Regions from separate parts of the Mus musculus genome. Here regions 1, 2, 3, 5, 6 and 7 are each linked to region 4. Evidence: chromatin contacts called from public Hi-C, HiChIP or PLAC-seq, capture Hi-C and promoter capture Hi-C data. All regions are on one chromosome and are shown on one strand. Each heading gives the region's core, a stretch centred on a gene start, on an enhancer-like site or on the middle of the called end of the contact. The rest is flanking DNA. Distances are from core to core; before and after follow the strand shown. Region 1 overlaps Chst3 (carbohydrate sulfotransferase 3). Region 2 overlaps Gm51802 (predicted gene, 51802). Region 3 holds the start of Pald1 (phosphatase domain containing, paladin 1). Region 4 holds the start of Slc29a3 (solute carrier family 29 (nucleoside transporters), member 3). Region 5 holds the start of Spock2 (sparc/osteonectin, cwcv and kazal-like domains proteoglycan 2). Region 6 holds the start of Chst3 (carbohydrate sulfotransferase 3). Region 7 has its middle 6.2 kb from the start of Gm51802.

Evidence for each region. Promoter capture Hi-C pulls out the DNA fragments that hold promoters and counts their contacts. Hi-C and Micro-C count contacts between places; a contact is called where the count stands out from the background. HiChIP or PLAC-seq counts read pairs in DNA pulled down with a chosen protein or histone mark. Capture Hi-C pulls out chosen DNA fragments and counts their contacts.
Region 1: a Hi-C map of embryonic fibroblasts shows a contact between it and region 4, with 3 times the contacts expected there. The contact joins the enhancer-like site here to the promoter of Slc29a3 in region 4. A contact is called at or near these places in 7 of 39 promoter capture datasets (the 3T3-L1 cell line, cranial neural crest, embryonic stem cells and 3 more), 1 of 484 Hi-C or Micro-C datasets (embryonic fibroblasts) and 1 of 115 datasets of contacts at active chromatin or transcription factors (double positive thymocytes).
Region 2: a Hi-C map of embryonic stem cells shows a contact between it and region 4, with 4 times the contacts expected there. The contact joins the enhancer-like site here to the promoter of Slc29a3 in region 4. A contact is called at or near these places in 6 of 39 promoter capture datasets (the 3T3-L1 cell line, 3T3-L1-derived adipocytes, hippocampal neurons and 2 more), 1 of 15 datasets of contacts at CTCF or cohesin (embryonic stem cells), 26 of 484 Hi-C or Micro-C datasets (B cells, the G1E-ER4 cell line, the N1E-115 cell line and 12 more) and 5 of 115 datasets of contacts at active chromatin or transcription factors (T-cell acute lymphoblastic leukemia, bone marrow-derived dendritic cells, bone marrow-derived macrophages and 2 more).
Region 3: a contact with region 4 is called in a promoter capture Hi-C map of liver, with 3 times the contacts expected there. The contact joins the promoter of Pald1 here to the promoter of Slc29a3 in region 4. A contact is called at or near these places in 1 of 39 promoter capture datasets (liver) and 1 of 115 datasets of contacts at active chromatin or transcription factors (pancreatic cancer cells).
Region 5: a contact with region 4 is called in a capture Hi-C map of embryonic stem cells, with 3 times the contacts expected there. The contact joins the promoter of Spock2 here to the promoter of Slc29a3 in region 4. A contact is called at or near these places in 3 of 39 promoter capture datasets (the C10 cell line, cranial neural crest and pre-B cells), 3 of 115 datasets of contacts at active chromatin or transcription factors (bone marrow-derived macrophages, large pre-B cells and pancreatic cancer cells) and 2 of 9 other capture datasets (embryonic stem cells and macrophages).
Region 6: a contact with region 4 is called in an H3K4me3 HiChIP or PLAC-seq map of bone marrow-derived macrophages, with 3 times the contacts expected there. The contact joins the promoter of Chst3 here to the promoter of Slc29a3 in region 4. A contact is called at or near these places in 4 of 39 promoter capture datasets (the C10 cell line, embryonic stem cells, pre-B cells and 1 more), 4 of 115 datasets of contacts at active chromatin or transcription factors (the 230-238 cell line, bone marrow-derived macrophages and large pre-B cells) and 1 of 9 other capture datasets (macrophages).
Region 7: a promoter capture Hi-C map of pre-B cells shows a contact between it and region 4, with 2.6 times the contacts expected there. The contact joins the enhancer-like site here to the promoter of Slc29a3 in region 4. A contact is called at or near these places in 3 of 39 promoter capture datasets (the 3T3-L1 cell line, hippocampal neurons and pre-B cells), 10 of 484 Hi-C or Micro-C datasets (the G1E-ER4 cell line, adipose-derived mesenchymal stem cells, cerebellum and 5 more), 2 of 115 datasets of contacts at active chromatin or transcription factors (large pre-B cells and stem cell-derived neural progenitor cells) and 1 of 9 other capture datasets (embryonic stem cells).

What each region holds. Positions count from the first base shown.
Region 1 is chr10:60,190,715-60,193,414 of GRCm38.p6, forward strand. All of the region lies in intron 2 of Chst3 (carbohydrate sulfotransferase 3), which reads right to left. Among named protein-coding and RNA genes, the nearest start is that of Chst3, 27 kb to the right of the region's middle. Within about 2 kb of position 1,262, at least 55 of the 459 cell types and tissues checked have an H3K27ac peak or open chromatin away from gene starts, as enhancers often do. A contact at or near this core is called in embryonic fibroblasts and hippocampal neurons, where this site is marked.
Region 2 is chr10:60,146,948-60,149,647 of GRCm38.p6, forward strand. It overlaps Gm51802 (predicted gene, 51802), which reads right to left. Exons shown (of 2, transcript NR_168572.1): 2 at 596-923. Among named protein-coding and RNA genes, the nearest start is that of Gm51802, 14 kb to the right of the region's middle. Within about 2 kb of position 1,329, at least 7 of the 459 cell types and tissues checked have an H3K27ac peak or open chromatin away from gene starts, as enhancers often do. A contact at or near this core is called in bone marrow-derived macrophages and embryonic stem cells, where this site is marked.
Region 3 is chr10:61,382,244-61,384,943 of GRCm38.p6, forward strand. Pald1 (phosphatase domain containing, paladin 1) reads right to left here and starts at 1,280. Exons shown (of 20, transcript NM_013753.2): 1 at 1,049-1,280.
Region 4 is chr10:60,751,359-60,754,058 of GRCm38.p6, forward strand. Slc29a3 (solute carrier family 29 (nucleoside transporters), member 3) reads right to left here and starts at 1,424. Exons shown (of 6, transcript NM_023596.3): 1 at 1,376-1,424. The coding sequence starts at 1,376.
Region 5 is chr10:60,104,933-60,107,632 of GRCm38.p6, forward strand. It overlaps Spock2 (sparc/osteonectin, cwcv and kazal-like domains proteoglycan 2), which reads left to right and starts at 1,325. Exons shown (of 11, transcript NM_052994.2): 1 at 1,325-1,724. The coding sequence starts at 1,536. It overlaps Gm51801 (a long non-coding RNA gene), which reads right to left. Exons shown (of 3, transcript XR_003949003.1): 3 at 2,428-2,700.
Region 6 is chr10:60,217,971-60,220,670 of GRCm38.p6, forward strand. Chst3 (carbohydrate sulfotransferase 3) reads right to left here and starts at 1,290. Exons shown (of 4, transcript NM_016803.3): 1 at 934-1,290.
Region 7 is chr10:60,167,286-60,169,985 of GRCm38.p6, forward strand. No RefSeq gene overlaps it. Among named protein-coding and RNA genes, the nearest start is that of Gm51802, 6.2 kb to the left of the region's middle. Within about 2 kb of position 1,321, at least 43 of the 459 cell types and tissues checked have an H3K27ac peak or open chromatin away from gene starts, as enhancers often do. A contact at or near this core is called in pre-B cells, where this site is marked.

The DNA.
Region 1 (2,700 bases), core at 12-2,511, 560 kb before region 4:
TAACCCAGCCTCCTCTCCCTCACAGAAATGCAGGGTTCCCAAGCACTGCCAGGAAGAAGGAAGACTGAATACTGGTATGGCGTGAGCAGACTGGCAGCTCTGTCACCCATCCCTGGTTGGATGTCCCCTCTGCAGCCTTGAGAGGCCCAAGGCCAGGTGACTATCCAGGAGAGGGAGGAATGCGTGAGGACCCCAAAGCCAGGAGTTCACAGGGCCAAGAAAGGCGAAGAGGGCCCCGGAATGGGACTCACTGGGCAGAGACTGTGGCAGAGCTTGCCCTGCAGGACGCCCTGTGTAAGAAGTGGGCTATAACATGGTTGAAACTTCATGCTACTTCTCTTCCAGGGTTGGCAAGCACATGCTGGTCCTGAGATCCTTGCCTGGCTGGAAATCCCTGCTGCCTCTTCCCTTGATGGCCTTCCCAGCATCCTCTACTCCATGGCTCTCAACTCCCCAGCCCCACTGCCAAGGTGCCACTAAAGGCCAGCCTGCTAACATGTCCTTGTCAGTGCTGAAAGATGCCAGGACCTCATGCCCAACCCAGCTCTGCCTGGGCACAGCCTGCTGGGTACAAACACCAGGAGCAGTAAAAGAAGATGTCGGCCGGGCTGAGGTTCTCCATGGACACTTCTATTTGGTGAGGGCCACTGTGCGTCTGGCCCTAGCGATGTTGGGAGCCACAAGAGGGAGCAGCATCCAGCCTTGCCGTCTGGGAGGTGGCAGTGGGTATAAGCTGGGAAACATTCTCATAAGCCACTCATAGTAATCAGCCGCACAGTTCTCAAGAGGATCATCCTCCTGCCTCATATTTCTCTCTGGCCTTTGTGTCTCAGTCCTCTCGTTCTGCAATATCCTTTTTTCCCTTAAAAACACCCTGGGGGAGTCCTCAGTCACCTTCTGTGAGAGGGTGGCCCTTGCTACATTTCAACCTGGGGACTGCATGGTGTGCCCCTCCCTCTTCCTCTCCTGCGCTCTGGCCGTTCTCTACTAAAGCTTCCTCTGGGATTCCCTGGGGGTGCGCTCTTCCCTCACTCTTCTTAGGCGATGGTGGCCTCCTTTTCACGCATCTCACTCCTCTCTTCTGGTCCATCAGCACAGCTGAGTCTTCTGGTTCGCATTCCGTCCACATTCCTCTCCCAAACTCTCCCCGTCTCCAACACACGGGGGCGCCTACGAGCACCTTAACTCAGATACGCGAACGCGGTCCTGATGTCGAGAGCGTCTTAGACACCCAGCCCAGTACTCCGGGTGACTCTAGCTGCTGAAAACCCTTCGTGCACAACTCAGAGCAGAACACAAGCCCTCCAAGGCCCTGGGGATGGGAGCCACACCTCATTCCCAGCCTTTATGGGCACCATCTGACCCCAGCCCTTCCCACTATTCCCCACCCGGGGGCGCATCCTTTCTGGTCTCAGCACTGGAGTTCGTTCTATTTAACATGTGCCCAAGACCATTCTTCTTCTTTCAATAGAGCCCAGAGAAGCCAAAAAAATCCCTATTCCTCCTGTGCTGACTTAGCATCCAGAGCTCCAAGTCCTTCCCTGAGCCCCTCCATCACTTTCTCTTTTTCATATGCTTATTTTCCTGGATGCAAACGTTCTTTTCCACTGGGTCAATGATTTTGTGTAACAGGTGAGACTGGATAGAGAGACAGGAAAGTCAAGGGGATGTGAGAAGTGGAAAAGGCCCCTCCCCCACGCGATCTAATTTAGGTTCTTCATTCACCCAACTGATAAAATCAGTACAGATTGCTCCAGGGGCAAGACCCATTTTTCTAAGATATCTCAAAGGTGTTATAAACAACAAATGAGCCATGCTTGCTAAAGAACACGGCTGTAGACCTTTGTAACTTATCCACACTCCTGACCACCACAGAACACCTTACAATTCATTTCATTAAACAAATTAAAATTGTTTAAAATTAAAAAAAAAAAAGCCAAGCAGACTGGAGAGATGGCTCTATAGTTAAGAGCACTGACTGTTCTTCCAGCAGTCCTGAGTTCAATTCTCAGCAACCACATGGTAGCTCACAACCATCTGTAATGGGGTCTGATAACCTCTTTTGGTGTGTCTGAAGAGAGCAACAGTGTACTCACATTAAATAAACAAACAAACAAATAAATAAGTAAATCTTAAAAAAAAAAAGCCAGGCATGGTGGCACATATTTTTAATCCCAGCATTCAGGAAGCAGAGAAACAGGTGGATCTCTGAGTTCATGGTCAGCCTGATCTACTGAGCTAATGCCAGAATAGTCAGGACTACACAGAGAAACCCTGTTTCAAAAAGCCAAGAAAGAAAGAAAAAGAGAGAGAGAGAGAGAGAGAGAGAGAGAGAGAGAGAGAGAGAGAGAGAAGAAGAAGAAGAAGAAGAAGAAGAAGAAGAAGAAGAAGAAGAAGAAGAAGAAGAAGAGAGGAAGGAAGGAAGGAAGGAAGGAAAAGAAAATTACATCCTTTGGATACTATAGCATAAAGTCATGAAATCATATGTTTCTGATAAGACACTGAACCTAGTCTCTCTCTCTCTGACTGTCCTTGCTTAGACTCCCGTGTGTGCTCCCGTGGTTTCTCTCATAATAAGCCTAGTTCTGTTCCACACAGACCTATTCTGAAACGATTTTTCTGGGGTGCAATCAACATCCCAGTTTTAACCTAGTGGATGTTGCTGAAGTGGTGACCTTGAATAAAGGATGTATGAACGGA
Region 2 (2,700 bases), core at 79-2,578, 600 kb before region 4:
CTCCGAGGTGGTCCAGCCGGTGCCTTTCTCCTGGCATCTGCTGCTGGTAAGTGTCCTTGGTTTGAAAATGAACCCAAATCCAGATGCTATTGCTGATGCCAAGAAGCGCTTGCTGACAGGAGCCTGGTATGGCTGTCCCCTGAGAGGCTCTGCCAGAGTCTGACCAATATGGATGCAGATGCTCGAAGCCAAGCATTGAACTGAGCACAGGGACCCCAATGGAGGAGTTAGGGGAAGGACTGAAGGAGCTGAAGAGGTTTGCAATCTCATAGGAAGAATAACGATATCAACCAGCCAGCCCCACCCCACCCCCCAATCCTCCAGCGATTAAACCATCAACTGAAGAGTACACATGGGGAATCCATGGCTCCAGTTGCATATTAGCAGAGGATGGCCTTATCTGGCATCAATGGGAGGGGATCCCCTTGGTCCTGGGGAGGGCTAGGGTGCTGATGTGGGAGGGGGTGGGTGGGTGGGTGAGTGACCCGTCCAGCAGGTCCAGTTATTCGAGGGTCTCGAGGGGACCTTCTCCTAAGAACCAAATGGGGGGTAGAGAGATATGAGGACCAAGTGCAAGAACGACACGGAAACATTCTGAGTGGCAAGAAGGTCCCGCTGTATTGAGAAAGGCTCAAGGCTTAAATGCACAAGCAAAAGGGGAAGTACAAGTACTTATCAGCGGGAGGGGTGGGGCAGTGGAAATTTTTCTTTTGGCAGTTACACGGGGAAGCTGGAACTTGGTGGTATCAGGGTGTGGTCCAGATATCTGGCGCTGATTTAGGGCTGGAACATTCTGTGGTTGTTCTCGGAACGGTGTGTCGGTGGCCCGCTTTTGACCCCTTTTTCTTCTTGGGGGGAGAGGCCCAATTCAGAGATCAGGACAATTGTGTTGTCTTAATAGCTCCCAACAGGTGATCACCCTCCTAGAAGCAGGGGAGATGGGGGAGGTCAGGGGGTTAACTGGGAAGGGGGATAACATTTGAAATGTAAATAAAGTAACCAATTAAAAAAAACAGAGTGGAAAAAAAGAAAAGGAGCTCCTTCCAGCCCTTTTCTGTTTCCATCCAGTCTTCTCTGCATGTCTCTATGTCCTGCTTCTAAGAGAGCACCAGGTTGTGGAGTCAAGCCCACCCAGGATCCAGGATGACTTTTTGGGATTCTAAAACAATCAGTCACATCTGGGAAGACCTGAGGATTTATAAAAAGATGCTGTGCAGGGTCATATGCGGAGTAAATTGAGCAGAAAGACAAGTAAAGAGGCTACAGAGGGGTCCAGAGGTAACTAGAGAGTGAGACCTGGGCTCTGGCCTAAGTATTTCCTCCAAACGCCACCAGAGGGCGCCCAAGCATTGTGCTAAACAAGGCTCTGGCCACCAGGAAGAGCCATCACCTAGGACTGAAAGCTAACAAGGTTTTTCAGGTTCAAAGCGGGAGGTAAGAATGGGGTAGGCAGGAAGGAGACTAAAAGCAAAGTGTTTCCACCCTCCCTCCCGTCCTCTCTTCCTTCCTTCTTCCTTTAAAAAAAATGTTTTGAGGGGGGTGGGTATGGGGGACTTTTGGGATAGCATTGGAAATGTAAATGAGGAAAATACCTAATTTTTAAAAAAAGTGAAAAAAAAAAAAAGGAAAAAAAATGTTTTGAGACAAGGTCCCATGCAGTCCAAGATGGCTTTGAACTCATGTAGCAGAGACTAATCTTGAATTTCTAAACTTCCTCAGGCTGAGGCAGGAGGATCATAAGTTTGAGGCTAGCCTGGGCTACCTAAGAAGGTCTCTTCTGAAATAAATAAATATTGGGAATATACTATGAAGAATTATATTTATCTTTGCAACAGACAGAAACCATTACAGAAATCCACAACCAATCAAAATGCAGACCTGTGGAGCACACTCCACCCTAGTGAATACATCTACAAAATACTGCCACACTTAAGGCTCAGGGAGCACTACAGAAGAGGGAACAGAAAGGCTGTAAGAGCCAGAGGATCAGGGAGTTTGCTGTGAGGTTGTGTTGCCTAGTAACGTCAGAAGCTACATCCATAAAGTCTAACCAGTATGACCACCCAAACATAAGCTGCAGAAGGACAAATCTGCTGGACCGGCCAAACAGGATGGGGGAGAATCCGGGAACCCTGAACCCTACATACAGTGCTCTACGCAACTGAGGCTTGCTGGGGGCTGGAGAAGTGGTCTTCCTCAGGGAAGAGCACACCGGTTGGTTATCCAGTGCCAAATGGGCAGCCCTGAAAGCACACATGTATGTTGCATTATACAGACGTAACAGGTTGTATTTAGGGATGTATATGTCTGTACATATATGCTTATGATAACAATTAGGAAAGAAAGGGCTATGAATTTGAAGGTGAGGGGTCTATGGGAGGGCTTGAGGGAGGAAAGGGATGGGAGACACGTAATTAAATTATAATCTCAAAATTTTTAAGGGCTGGAGAGGTGGCTCAATGGTTAAGAGCCCTGACTGCTCTTCCAGAGGTCCTGAGTTCAATTCCCAGCAACCATTTGGTGGCTCACAACCATCTGTAAGGAGATCCAGTGCCCTCTTCTGGTGTGTCTGAAGACAGCTATAGTGTACTCACATATATGAAAATAAAATAAATCTTAATTTTTTTTAAATTGCATTTAAAACCAAGACTAGGGTCTAAGGATAGTTCAGTTGATGGAGTTAACACATAAGGGCAAGAA
Region 3 (2,700 bases), core at 30-2,529, 630 kb after region 4:
CCCGCCCCCGCCCCAGCACCACCGCCGCACAAGGCGAGGTGCAAAGCGGTCCTGATTAGTAATGCTAATGAGGAGGGTGGGGTTGCCTGCACCAGGACATTTAAACACATCTATCAGCAAAGTCACAGGACACCCAGCGAGAGTACCCTCGCTGCGCCGGTGTTTTGCAATTCCCTTGAGGAACCTCCTGGCATTTTCTTCTAGGGCTACCAGCCCAGGGCTGGTATCAAACTCCCTATCAGAGAACTGGCCAAGTGTTTCTCTCTTGTCTTCCCTTGCAGGACAGAGCCACAACAGGACAGAGCCCTTCCAAGTCCTCCCACCTCCCACACTGTCTGTGCATGGCCCGGAGCCCACAGCCACAGGTGCTCTGTCACTGGCTGTGGGCAGACAAGGACCGGCCCATACTCTCTGGCTGGAAGACCAGAGATGCCTCAAGCTCACCCCGGGCCAGGCTTTTGTGGAGTCTGATTTACAAAACAAGGGCAGCTTGGCCACTACAAGGAACTGGGACAGTCAGTGTCCCAAACACTACCTTTCTATTAAGTCCATGTCTTTTGGGGGGAGGGGGGTGTCATGCTCAGGCACATGAATGTACTCACGCTCCACGCACACCCTCGCTCACACCAAGGAAACCCCACCTCAAAAGAGACCAAACCGAGCGGCGAATCAAAGCCAGTGCCTGCCAGGCCCCTCAGTTTGCTCCCTTGCCCCTGGGCCTCAAGGGTCCTGCAGATAAGTCTGGGGACCCCATGCCGGGGTCACAACGCGGCTATCTTTCCTAACTTCTTCGGAAGCCCAGCCCAGCTGGCCCGGAGGGCTCCCAGGCCAAGAAGTGCGGGTGTCGCCACTCCATGTTGTCCCTCACTCCGAGGGAAGCCAGAGTACAGGAGATGAGTCCGGGATCGACCTGCGCACAACCCGGGAGCAGCTCCAGCTTTGAGAAAGCATGGTGGCGCCGACCTGGGGCAGGCCTGGGTGGCTCGGACGCCTCCGCCCCAAACCGAGGGACCCCGATCCTCCCTCGGCGCGGCCCACGCGTGCTTACCTGGCAGCCGCAGCTCCGGGAGAGCGTCGCGCTATGCGGCCGGGGACTGCCGGCGCCGAGGCGGGCTTCGGGCACTACCCGCGCGGGCTCCAGATGACTCCGCCCACCCTCCCAGCCCATCCGGGGGCGGAGGCAGCTCCTGCTGTGTCCAGGCGGCGCAGACCCGGCCAGCCCGGGGCCACCGAGGCCAGGATCACCCCCAGAACCCCGCCTCGAGTCCGGATCCCCCCTCCCACGCCTGGGAGGGCGCGGTCACAGCTTCGGCCTCCGCCCACAAGGAGGGGGTGCGGACTTAAAGATACACTCACCCCACCACGGTCGGATAGGCACAACTCCCCTCCCCCCTCTTTCAATCCAGCCGGTTCCGGGCCAGCATCCTCCGTCTGCTCGCCCTACGCCTGGAGGAAAACCCTAGGGTAGAGGGAACCTGCGGGAGAAGCAAGTTCCTCTTTCCTTGTCTGGTCGGTTCCTTCTGGAAGATACCCAAGGCCGGCTTCCAATCTCCATGGCTGGAGAAAAATGCTTAGGCTGGTGGCGCCACACCCCCTCCCCTACTCCAGGGCCCCTGTTATGTCTGTAGCCCCGGGCTTCCCCTTTCTGCTTCTCCTGGACCCCAGAATCAGCATTTCTCCTGTGCCACTTGAGCTCCGTAGGGAAGGTCTGACGCCTCTCCGAATAGACGTCGAAGGATGAAGCCCTAAAAGAGCAGGTGGTCACCTTGACCGCTGGCTTAGGAAAATTGCAGCTCCCAGTCTTTGGAAGAAGAGCAGCCCCACTACCCCTACCCAACGCATCCAAGTGGTGGTGGGCTCTGGGGCTCTGGTACCTGACCCTTGACCTTGGATCACCCATGGGCACTTACTCACCCCTGCTTAGGTCTCAGGAAAGCCTCTTTGATGTATGGAATGAGGTCTCTCTCTGTCTCTCTCTCTGTCTCTGTCTCTCTCTGTCTCTCTCTCCCTACACTGAGGAATATTTCCTTCCTGCCTCTACCTGCCTTGGCCCCAGTCAGAGCTAGAGGGTCCTTGGCACGCTCTGCAGGGAGTTGTGACCAGGATGAAGACTTTGCAGGCCTGGCCTTTAGCCAAAATCAAGCTAGGGAACTTGAACTATGCAGAAGGAGGGCCTTGCAACCCTAAAAGGACTCATTAAGGGTGGTCTGGCCAGATACCCAGCATGTCTGCAGCGGTATCTCATCTGTGTAATCTTAGCAGGTACCTATGTACCTATCATTGTTCACACACACACATACACACACGGTCTCATATATCCCAAGTTGATTTTGTTCAATATTTAGTTAAAAATAACCTAGAAATTCTAAATCCTTCCTCCTGAATGCTGGGATTATAGGCACGGTCCCTCATTCTGGCTTATGCAGTGCTGGGTGTTGAAATCAAGTATTCTTGTGTATGCTGGGCATGCAAACACTCTAGCATATCCCTAGCCCTCGCTATTCCTATTTTAATACATGGGGAAACTGAGGCCCCAGGACTACCTGCCCTCTATGTCAGACTCCCTTCTGCCCATCCTAGGTGTGTGAGGAAGAAAGAGAAAGCCCAGAGGGTTGCTTAAGGACCATGGCCATCTTGGCTCCAGCCACACTTCACTCAGATTGGCCTACAGTTCCTTAACTGGGCTGTGTGACCCCCACC
Region 4 (2,700 bases), core at 174-2,673:
TGAGTGAGCCATGACAGCCGGGTATTAGGTCCGGAGGAATATGAGGCTCAGAAAGTTCAAGCCACTTGCCTAGGTCACAGGGGCATGGATGATACAGTCACGCTGTCTGGATGCCCTGGGGGGGGGGGGGGGTTTCCCTAACCTCATCTCCCTCCCCCAACCCCCAGGGATAATCTGGGAATGTGACTCCATCTGCTGGTTCCAAGTCCCCATAGCCCTCCCTCTTGAAGGCTTCCTGCAGCAAGAAGCTATGAGCAGAGACAAACAAGGGGAATGCCCCTCATCAGCACTGCTGGATAAACAGATCCCTGACTATTGCAGCGGAGCCCTGGCTCAGGCAGGCCAGAGGTTCTACAGTGTCCTAGCAAGCTGAGCAGACCCCTCTACAGCCTTAATTCACACAAAGACCAAAGAGGACCATGCAAGGACCTAGACAGGGCCATCCATGCAAACGTGCTTTAAATTATTGTTTGTTTTTTAAATATAAACAGAATCTAGAGAAATGTTTCAGCAGTGAAGAGCGCTTGCTGTTCTTTCAAATGACCCGTGTTCAGTTCCCAGCACCCTAGTCAAGTAGCTCAGCTACTTTTAACTCCTGTTCCAGGGAATTCTATGCCCTCCTGTAGCTTTTGTGGGCACCTGAAAGAACTGCACATACCCACACAAAGGCACACATATGTACACGTATTTTCTTTTTTAGTGTGAAAGATAATCATGAAGCATCAGAGAACTGGCAAGGACCTGTTCCATTTCCAGAAGTTCAGGCTAGGAGGGTGGGCGCACGGCTCAGCGGCTCAGTGTGGGTCACCCAGACCCACACAGGTCTGAAGTCCCTTCTCAGCTACTGTGTCTATTCATCAAGGACTACTCAGCCTTGACCAAGCATCTGAAGTTGCCAGGGATCTTCTCTAACCAGGTCACGGGCGGTGCAGTGGACTGAGCAACGCCTTATTACTCTTTATAAAAGGTAGCTGTGGCTTTGGATGAATAGAGAAAGACAAAGAAAGGAGAGGAGGCGGAGAACCTCCCGGGGCCAAGCTGTCCCTGCCTCTGACTGGGGTCCTGGGGTAAGGACCAGTCAGAGCTGGAAAGGGTAGGAGTCTGGGGACTGAGAACATGTCTGGCCAGCCCGTGTGCCACGATGGCTCCTGTGGACACAGGCTGGGGTCCAAGAGCGAGCCTGGCAGTAGGCTAAGACAAGTCCTCGCTGCAGAGGCAGCTGTGGCATCCGATCCGGACCCGCAAAGCCTTCTGGATCTTTCGGGCCGACCTGTCCCCACACGCGGGACCAGAGAAGAGTGTGGAGGAGAGGCCAGGCTCAGCCTCGGGAAGGGAAGACCCAGCCAAGCATGGGGGCCGCTGCACCCGCACTTACTGTCGCTGCCGCTGCTACCTCCACCAGGTCCAAGGCGCTGGGCCACTGTGACCAGAGCTCAGCCAGGCCGGGCTCCGCCCTTGTCCTCCCAGCCCCGCCCTCCTTTTCTCAGCTCACCACGCCCCGTTCAGCGCTTCCGGGTTTGCCGACTCCTCCCTCTGGCCCCGCCCCCACGCGCGCCTCTTCCTGGCCTACGGCAGTAACTGCAGGCGTCCAATTGCAAAGTGAAAAAAGTGTGGCTTTGGAACAGGTCCTGCCTGACTCCCTATTGGTATCCACCGCCTCATTCCCTAGGGTGCCCCACAGCCCCCTGCTCCCCCTCAATACTTCCAGAGCAGGATGTACCAGCAAGATGAACTTGGCCTCCCAGCCTAGGTGGAGAGCCGCAGAGAGAGCTTGAAGCTATTTGGTGGCAGTGAGCGAGGCCAGAGTGAGCAGATTTGTGTTGGAGGGGCAATCCAGATGCCACATCTGCAGAAGAGAAACTTTTGGGAGACTCTGAGATCAAAGTTCAGGAGAGAGCTGAAGATGGCTCCTGTACAGCTCCGAGTGCAGAGTGGGGGTTACGGAACCGATGTGCTTTGTTTTTGTTTTCTTTTTGAGAGAGAGAGAGAAAAGTGGGGAACCTAAGGAAACACCCAAGAGTGGCAGAAGTTTGGGCTTCCTTTCTACCCAATCCCTTACCACTGGGGGGTGACTTCCTCCGCTGCCCTGCAGGGGACGTGTAGGTGTCACCTACCACCCGCACTTGGGAGGCTCTGGGGTTTAGGCTCACCTTAGCTACATAGTGGTCAGCCCAGGTTACTTGAGACCCTGGCGGCGTTAGGGTTGGAGTATACATGCCTGCGCTGTCCTTACAGATCACCTGAGGAGAGGAGGTAAGGACAGGAGGGGAAAAGAAAGAGGCAGAGTAGGAGTTGGCTGATGTCCTGCGCTAGACCAGAGAAAACGTGGGCACAAGCAAGGCTGGTGTGGGCCAGTCCCAGAGACCAGCTGGGGACTTACTGATGCCAAAGCTTAGTAGGCTTCTTTTCATAAGTGTGAAGGGGGAAAAAATAGAATTTTCTCTACCCATCATGGTTCCTAGTTGGCAAAGGATCCCTAATATCAAACACAGAAGAAAAACAACAGGCTTTTAATAATGTGTAACACAGACACACACACACTTGCCCACTCACACACATACACATGCACACTTTTAGACACACTCACATATATGTATACATGCACCCATGCACACATGTACATATGCACACACATCAGACATGCATACCCACATACACACGTGGGTGAGGCTCAGAGAAATGAGTAAATCTCAAAACATG
Region 5 (2,700 bases), core at 75-2,574, 650 kb before region 4:
GAAGCTCCCTGGTACCGCCTGGAGGGCTCTGCATCCATTGTGAGATGCAGATGTCAGTATCTGGAGCTTGCAGCAGCACCACAGGAAGGGAAACTATTGTTTTGTGTTTTCCCAGGGGTCCCCACCCAGCCCAGGCTACTGAGGCACCCAACACTCAGGAGGCATGCCAGGCCCTGGATGACTGTAACCCTCACAACCTGTGTTTTTTCCTATTGATTAAGATCATGTTCTTTCATTGCCTTTAATTTTTATTTTATTTTATTTTATTTTATTTTAACATCACAGCAGCCAAGTCTTTTATAAAAACACAATCTAGGGCTTGGGGCCCAAAAGTTTAATATGGTTTGCCCTTTTCGTAGTCTTCATTTTATTTGTAATGTAAATTTCAGTTCTGTTCTGATCCTGGGTCTGTGCCCAGCTGCCAGCCTTCCCAGCTGGTAAGGCAGCACAGGTCTATAGGCAATGACAAGGGTCACAGTTTTAACAAGAACCTAACAGCCTCCAACAGAACCCGCCTCCTCCCGCCTTGTCTCCTTCCCCAGTGCATCATCAAACTCAACATGAAGTCAAAGTCACAAGCAAATGGCTGGGCCCATTTAGATTTGCAGACTCAAGGCAGATGAGATGGCTAGACACGCATGTGTCTTTTAGGGTTGCCCTAGGAAAAGCTAACAAAAGGGTGACAGCCCCTAAACATCTGCTTGCGGAAGAGGAGGACATCTGCCCATGTTTCACCAGCCATTCAGGGTTGGGGCCATGCGTTGAAAAGAGCGGCGGGCCAGGGGGAGCAATAGTTCAGAGGCAGCCAGTTGTTAGACCGCCTTTGTCTTAAGGAAGCCACCCATTACCGAAGCGCCATAACTCGCGGGGAGCCAGCTGTCAGAGCGGTGGCACAGGCCACTCGGGGGTGTGGGGTGTGGGGTGGGAGGAGGCCAAGGGAGAAGAAACTGTCTGTGGCCAGATTCCCTTTTAGACACCTGAGCCCAGCTGACTTGGTAACCCGAGAGTTTTCATCCTCTTTCCAGCCCTATGAAAGACCCCGGAGCCCTTCTTTGCTGTCCACCCTTAGATAGACAGCAGGGACATCTCAGGGTTCTGCTTCCCTGGCTTGCAACTCCTTGAGAGCTGGACTGACTTGCGCAGCCCTGCGCTGCGGCTTGGCTGGCTTGGCTGCTCTGATCCAGCGCTCTGCTTTGAAATCTACCCCCTCCTTTTTTTTTTTTTTTTTTTTTTTTTTTAACCAGGTATGATGATGTCAAACGTGATGCTGATGCTACAGTTACAGACACAGCCCCCGCTGGCGCAGCCTCTCTGAATCTCTCTCCCTCTCCGCGTCCAGCGCTGGGCTTTTTCAGACAAGTGCATCTGCTAACCAGGTCACATTTCAGCCACGACCCACCCTCCGTCAGTCACTGGAGTCAGACAGCAGGAGGAGGGCTGAGGAGGACCGCAGCGCTTCGCCAGTGGCGCGGTGGAGGGAAGGACATCAAATCCTGCTGAAGTCCAGACCCCCCCAGGTCCAAGCCCAGACCACGATGCGCGCTCCAGGCTCCGGGCGGCTGGCTCTGCCGCTGCTGCTCCTCGCCGTGGTCGCCTTGGCTGAAGGCGACGCCAAGGGGCTCAAGGAGGGCGAGACCCCCGGCAATTTCATGGAGGACGAGCAATGGCTGTCGTCCATCTCGCAGTACAGCGGCAAGATTAAGCACTGGAACCGCTTCCGAGACGTGAGCGGCGGGGCGCGGAGGGCCGGGCCGGGCGCGGGTTGTGGGTGGGGAGGCCGGGAGCAGAGACCCCGCGCGCTGGGAGCCACCGCCGCGTGTCGGAGCCGGAGCCTCTCGGGCCTGCCAGGCTAACTACGCCAAGTGTAAACAACACCGAGAGTCCCAGCCCCGAGCCCCTCCGGTGTTCCCGTGGCCACCAGCTTTGGGACCTTCAGTTCCCGCAGCCTCCCGGAGTGTCCTAGACGAGAACATGCTCTAGGGGCGCACGCTCGCGACGGGGTCTGCCTTGTGGCGTGGCGCGGAGCAGGGGTGCGGGATGTGGGGACCCGGGCCCTGGCTGCTGCTGGGCCCCGCCTGTCCCCCCACCCCCACCTCCTTGCCATCGGTCCCCGGGCTAGGCCCCTGCCGGGTGAATGCTGCAGACTGCACACACTGCTCTTGGCAGAGGGAGCGGATCTGGGTGGGGCCGGCAGGAAAGGTAGCGGCCGCAAGGGTGTCCTCCGACCCCTCCTTGGGCTTCGGAAGAAGGGGACAGAAGGCTCAAGGACTGAGCGGTGGCCAGGGCGTTGAGTTTGGGGAAGGGTTCCCCCAACCTCCAAGAGATGGTGGAAGGCGTGTCCATAATGGGGCGCGCGGGGGGGGGGGTGCACAGTGAAAATGCCCGAGGCGCTCTCCTCTCTCTCTCTCAGGGTGGTCGCCAGAGCCAGGCCAGGTAGGCTGGTTTTCCTGGACCAAGCTCGGCGGTGAAGCAAGGGGACCCCATCCTTGGTCCGGTGGGCATGAGAAGCAGAAGCGAGAGCCCCCAGGAGCTGGTTTGGGGTCCCTGGCAGAAGCCCGCCGCAAGCCGACTTAACCTTGGGCAAAGCTTTGCGGGTGGGGGCGGGGAGGAGGCTGCGGACCGGCCGGCGCCGCAGCTCTGTTTACCCGCACCTGTAGATCAGGGAGGGAATAGGAGGCGCGTTCCCTCCCGCAGGGCAGC
Region 6 (2,700 bases), core at 40-2,539, 530 kb before region 4:
GTCCATAATTCACTACCGGTGCCCTCAATCACCAGACAGCTAAGACTGGGTGCCCAGCACTGCACTAGCCCCAAGATCCTTAGGACATGCAGGACACTACGAATCAGAAACCAAGCAGACATTCTGGTACAAGACAGGCCAACAAGCCTGGTTTCATCCTGACTTTAGTCTCAGCTCAATCCACGGCCCCATTTATATGGCCCCGAGCTGAGATCCCCTATGGAAGTTCCTCTGAGGAAGCACATCCGCCAGGGTCTCAGCTTCCTTGCAACGCCCTGTCACGAACACCACGCAGATTGTCAGGCGCAGCACCAGCACACAGCCTTTTCCTTACAGCTTAAAGACCCCAGTCCAGAAGAACTTTAAAAGTTTCCAAATCACTGGCTCTGGTCTCCCCCATCTACCTCCGGAAGGGCTGCGCATACCCAGGCACATCATCTAGACGCCGAGTTTCCACACCAAATCCGCCCTTGCTAGCCCGGGACAAGTGACTTCAACGATTGCTTCTTTCTCCCCGTTCCTGGGCCTCAGTGGGTCTCAGGCACCGCTTCCCAAAGCCCGGGCAGCTAGTAGTCCCCTGCTATGGAGTTTGGGGGCTCCATTTCAATGGTGGGTGGAGCTGCGGGACCAGCAAAGAACCCAAGCTGGTTTAAAAGTTCCCAACCCTGGAGGCTCCTAGAAGCAGGAGTTGCACTTGGGAGTATGCAGGACGTTCGGCGTGAAGATGCCTCACTTGTGGTTTGTGCGGTGACCTGGCTGTGGGTACATGGCAGATGAGAATTTGGCAGCGTGGGGTTTTCCCCGCGCAGGGAACTCCCCGCCCGCCCTCCGCCGGTCCCCTTCTCCTCCAAAAGTTTGGCGCGCGCTCTGGGATGCGGTCGGTGACCGCCTGGGGCCCAGGAGGCGGTGCCGGGACGCGGGCGCCCCACTTACCCCGGTCGAGCCTCCTCCTCCCGGCGGGCGGATCCGACACTCCGGAGGTCGGCGTCCAGCCCCGGCAGCATCCGCCCCCAACTGCGCTCTCGGCTCAGAAAATGCTGGGGCTGCGCTCCCCACGGCGCCCACTCTGCGTCCTCGGCTAGTGCGGGGAGGGAGGCGCGGCCGGGCTGGTCCCCTCGCTGGGCGGGAAGCGGCGCCAGGCGGGCGGTGTCCTAGCTGCAGGCGAACGATCGGTCCTACCCACGACTCCGATCCCGCTAGCGACCGGAGGCGGCCTCCTGAGCCGGCAGCTGCAACTTTGGGAGCCCCGCGCCTCTCCTCCAGACTCCCCACCTCACTCCACACGCGCACCCGGCAACTTGGGGACGCTCGGTGAAGTTGGCGCGGCCGCCCACCCGGCCTCTCGAAGAGGATGGAGGAGGCGGAGGACTCAGGGAGGAGGGAGGAGCCGGGAGGAAGGGCAGCAGCCCCCCCTATCCCCCCTGGGAGCCTCGCTCTCCTCGACCCCTCCGTGGGCCTTTGTTCCCGACTTAGCTGCGTCCCGGGGGACTCGCCAGGGCTGCTCCATCCCTACCCTTGAGGACGAGGCTGGGAGGAGCTTCCAGCCCCAAGGAAGAGAGTTCAGGGGCACGGCTTCAAGGAGAGTTGTCCAGCTTGAGCCCCCCCCCCCCATGCTGCTGCCCACCCTGAACATGAGGACCTTCCTGTCCCTCTGAGGATGCTTCCTGGAATTTTGAAAAGCCACCGTCCTCCTTCCCTGGGCAGCCACAGGTTGCAGAAGTGTTCTTGGTGCTTTCTCACAGAGCCCCCAGGACAAGATGTGGAAAGGGTTCTCACCAAGAAGCTCAGAGGGAGCTGGACCCCCTTGGCATTAGCTTAAGACCCCTTTGGACTGCTGGCACTCCTGAGGTGGAGGTCATGTCACTTCTGAGTGATGATGAGTGGTAAGTATTGCTGGGTCTGTAAAAGGGCCAGCTTCGCCAAGACTGCTGTAAAGGGCCCAGTGTTGGACAGCAAGCCAAACTTCAGGTTATAAGTTCCAGTCCTGGTGATGTACACGATTCTTTGAGGTCTCCCAGTCCAGCTTTCTTTTCCAGGACTCTAGCTAACTTCAGGCCTGAGACGGCCCTCCTGACGTTTCTTGGGCTTTTGTAAGGTTTAGACAAAATAAGCAATTGTCTATAAAGGAGAAGTGAGAAAATATAAAAAAGGAAACATACACATCTGTCCTTGGCCCCGCTCTGTCATGCTGAACATTTATATCAGCGGAAGACATTAACAGACTCAGGTAGCAGATACAAAGCTGGACAGAATGGGCAGTGAGACCCAGGTGGCTCCAAGACCTCCTCTCAGGTCCCTAATTAGAAGGTTGGTAGGAATCTGCTAACCTGTTGTCTAGCAGGGGCCTGATGGAAGTGTGGTCGTGCCCTGCACTATGATGTGAGACCCGCAGCTAGCTTTCAGCAGAAAACCCTCACTGGCTGCCTGTGTTCTGTAGCCTATTAGGGGAAACCAGAACTGGAGTTGTGATACACCTCAGGGCACACAAAGACCAAAAGTTAGACCTGTGTCAGGCTGAGAATAGAGCCTAGTGGATAGAAAGCTTGGCTTCAGTTCTCCAGCACCACATAAATTTGGGTGTGGTGATGCATACTTGCAATCCCAGAACGTGGGAGGTGGAGGTGGGAGGATCGGAATTTCATGGTCATTCTCAGCTATAGGGAGTTCAAGGCCAGCCTAGAGCACTAGAGACCCTGTCTC
Region 7 (2,700 bases), core at 71-2,570, 580 kb before region 4:
GCTCTGTCCACACAGCCATGGTGACTCATCATCTGGGTTGGGTGCAGACCATCCAGTGCGGCTGTGTGAAGGTCCCCCATGCTTGTGTGTAGAACACCTTACAAGTTGCTCTACATATAAGTGTTTAATAATCCCATCAGTTTCTTCAGAGTGAACTTTGGTGGAATGACAACAAATGATAACAGAACCTTGCTTTTCTCAAGGAAACCTAGGACAACTCAGGTGCCTATTAATATATCAAAGTAGATGCTGGTCACCAGGTCCTCAGCAACCACCTGTTACTGTAAGACCCCAACTCAATGTGTTTCTTAGACCCCTAGAAACGAAGCCCAGCATAGAGTTCTTTGTTCTTTCGCCTTCAGCCTGAGAGAACGATGACCACTAGGTGACCCACCCAGGCACCTGACCCATATTGTAAGGGACCAAGAATTTTTGCCGAAGATACCCTGTAACCTTTCCGTGAGAGATGAGCTGTAATTCACCATCCCCATGCTTACAATGTTTACCCAGCTTCCCCATTCTTTGTGGTCTTATTCTCCCCTCACTTTGCAGTTTATTCTTTAAAAACCCTCTACTGCAACTGCTGGGGGTCGATCTCCTCTGCCCCTGTGTGGGTTACGAGCTCGGCCTCAGCATGCTGATTCCCGAATAAACCTCATGCGATATTGCATCAAGAATGGTTTCTCTCAGCCGGGCGTGGTGGTGCACGCCTTTAATCCCAGCACTTGGGAGGCAGAGGCAGGTGGATTTCTGAGGCCAGTCTGGTCTACAGAGCGAGTTCCAGGACCTAATATCTACAATAAATCTTCCCTTCAATCAATCACACCTAAGGAGCATCATGGCTTCATTTTCATTTTTAGAAAAGATTTATTTATTTTTATTTTATGCGCATTTGTGTTCTACCTGCTTGTATGTGTGGGTGTGGGTGTCAGATCATCTGGAACTGGAGTTGCAGACAGTTGTGAGCTGCCCTGTGGGTACTGGCAATTAAACCCAGGTCCTTTGGAAGAGCAGCCAGTGCTCTTACCACTGAGCCAACTCTCCAGCCCCCATTTTCATTTTTTTTTTCCTGTTCAGGTTTGTCCCCGACCTTAGGAGGAGATGGTAGATGGTCCTCTCCCCCAGGGAAAGGATGTTGGGAACACACATTTTCCTTTGATCTGGACTGGTGGTTTTTAGGCCAGGTGTGAGTGGAGGTTGGTTTGTGTTTTGCTTTTCTCTTCCTCTTTCTTATTATAGCATCTTTGGGGTTTTCTTTCTCCAGAGAAGCTTCCTGTTTAGGCTTTCTGCAGGTGTCTGGTTTGGGGACCAAGGGACCATGAAGTCTGACTGAGGTCACATGAGGCACTTGACTGCAAGTTTCCACAGTGAACTTGTACCCGTGTCCCACTCCCTGCCTTTCCCTGCTCATCTCCTGAGCACTGCCAATAAGAATTCTGGATCCCTGAATTCACATGTTGAAACGTAACCCACCCGGAACACAACACTGTGAAGAGGTGAGACTTTGAGGGGGGCAGATGGATGCTGTCCTTTCCATTGGGATTTACGCCAAAGAGTCCCCCAAATCCTTGTCTGTCCCCTCCCTCCTTGGACCTCTAACCTCCAAAGCTGCAGGGAATGAACACCTCTCCTTCCTTAACTGCTTTGTTACAGCGGTGGAATAGGCTCTGCTGACTTCACCCCCACCAGGCTTCGGCCCCTCCAAACCCTGGCTTTCCTGCTGGCCACAGAGATGGTCCCCATCTCTTTTTTTTTTTTTTGCATAGTGCTACAGTTTCTGCAACAATGGTGTTCTCAAAGCAAGAATGCAAGACTAATGTGACCAGAGCTCCACCCCTTTCCACTGTGAAACCGAGAGGTGTCCTCAGGAGGTGTCCTCAGAAAAACACACAGGGCCCCAGCCTTCCTGCTTGCTGTCCTCTTCTCTGCTCCCTGGGGGTTAAGGGGACCCTGTTGCAAGCCAACATTTCTCCTGAGAGTATTCCCTAAGGAGAAGCTGTGGATAAAGATGTTTAAGGAAACGAGTCAGTGGGGTCTGGGAGCAGGGACCAGCAGGGAGCAGTAAACACAGCAACACACAACTGGTCCTAGCAGTTACAGGAGGGAGATGATGGTAGCTGCTAGATGATGCTAGATCCGGACCTAGATCTGGCATGGTGCCTGTTCCCCGTGTCTTCCCAGCTAGCAATGCTGGAAGATGGAGACCAGGCCTGCGTCAGGACCACAAACAAAGAGTACACTGTCCACTCTCCTCCAGCAGTGTGTGCTGTTTGGGAAGAGGAAGTGGACGGAGAGAGTAACCTTAACTTCTCAAAGGTTTCAACACGTGCTCTGAAGACTTGAAATGGATACTGGGTTTTTTTGAGTATTGGGAATGGCTGTCTGGAATCTGGTTTCTGCTTGTGAGGAGCTGACAAGAATTCTCAGGGTCTTCTCTTCATATGGCTCTAGATAACTCCAGACCAGTGGTTCTCAATCTGTAGGTCATGACCCCTCTTGGGGTTCACATGGCCCTTTCACAGGGGTTGCCTAAGACTATAAGAAAACCCAGATATTTATATTACAACCTATAACAGTAGTAAAATTACAGTTATGGAATAGCCACAAAATAATTTTATGGTTGGGGAAGTCACTACAACATGAGGAGCTGTATTTAAGGGATACTGTTGTAGACTTTCATCTCAGTGAGGTCATATCACC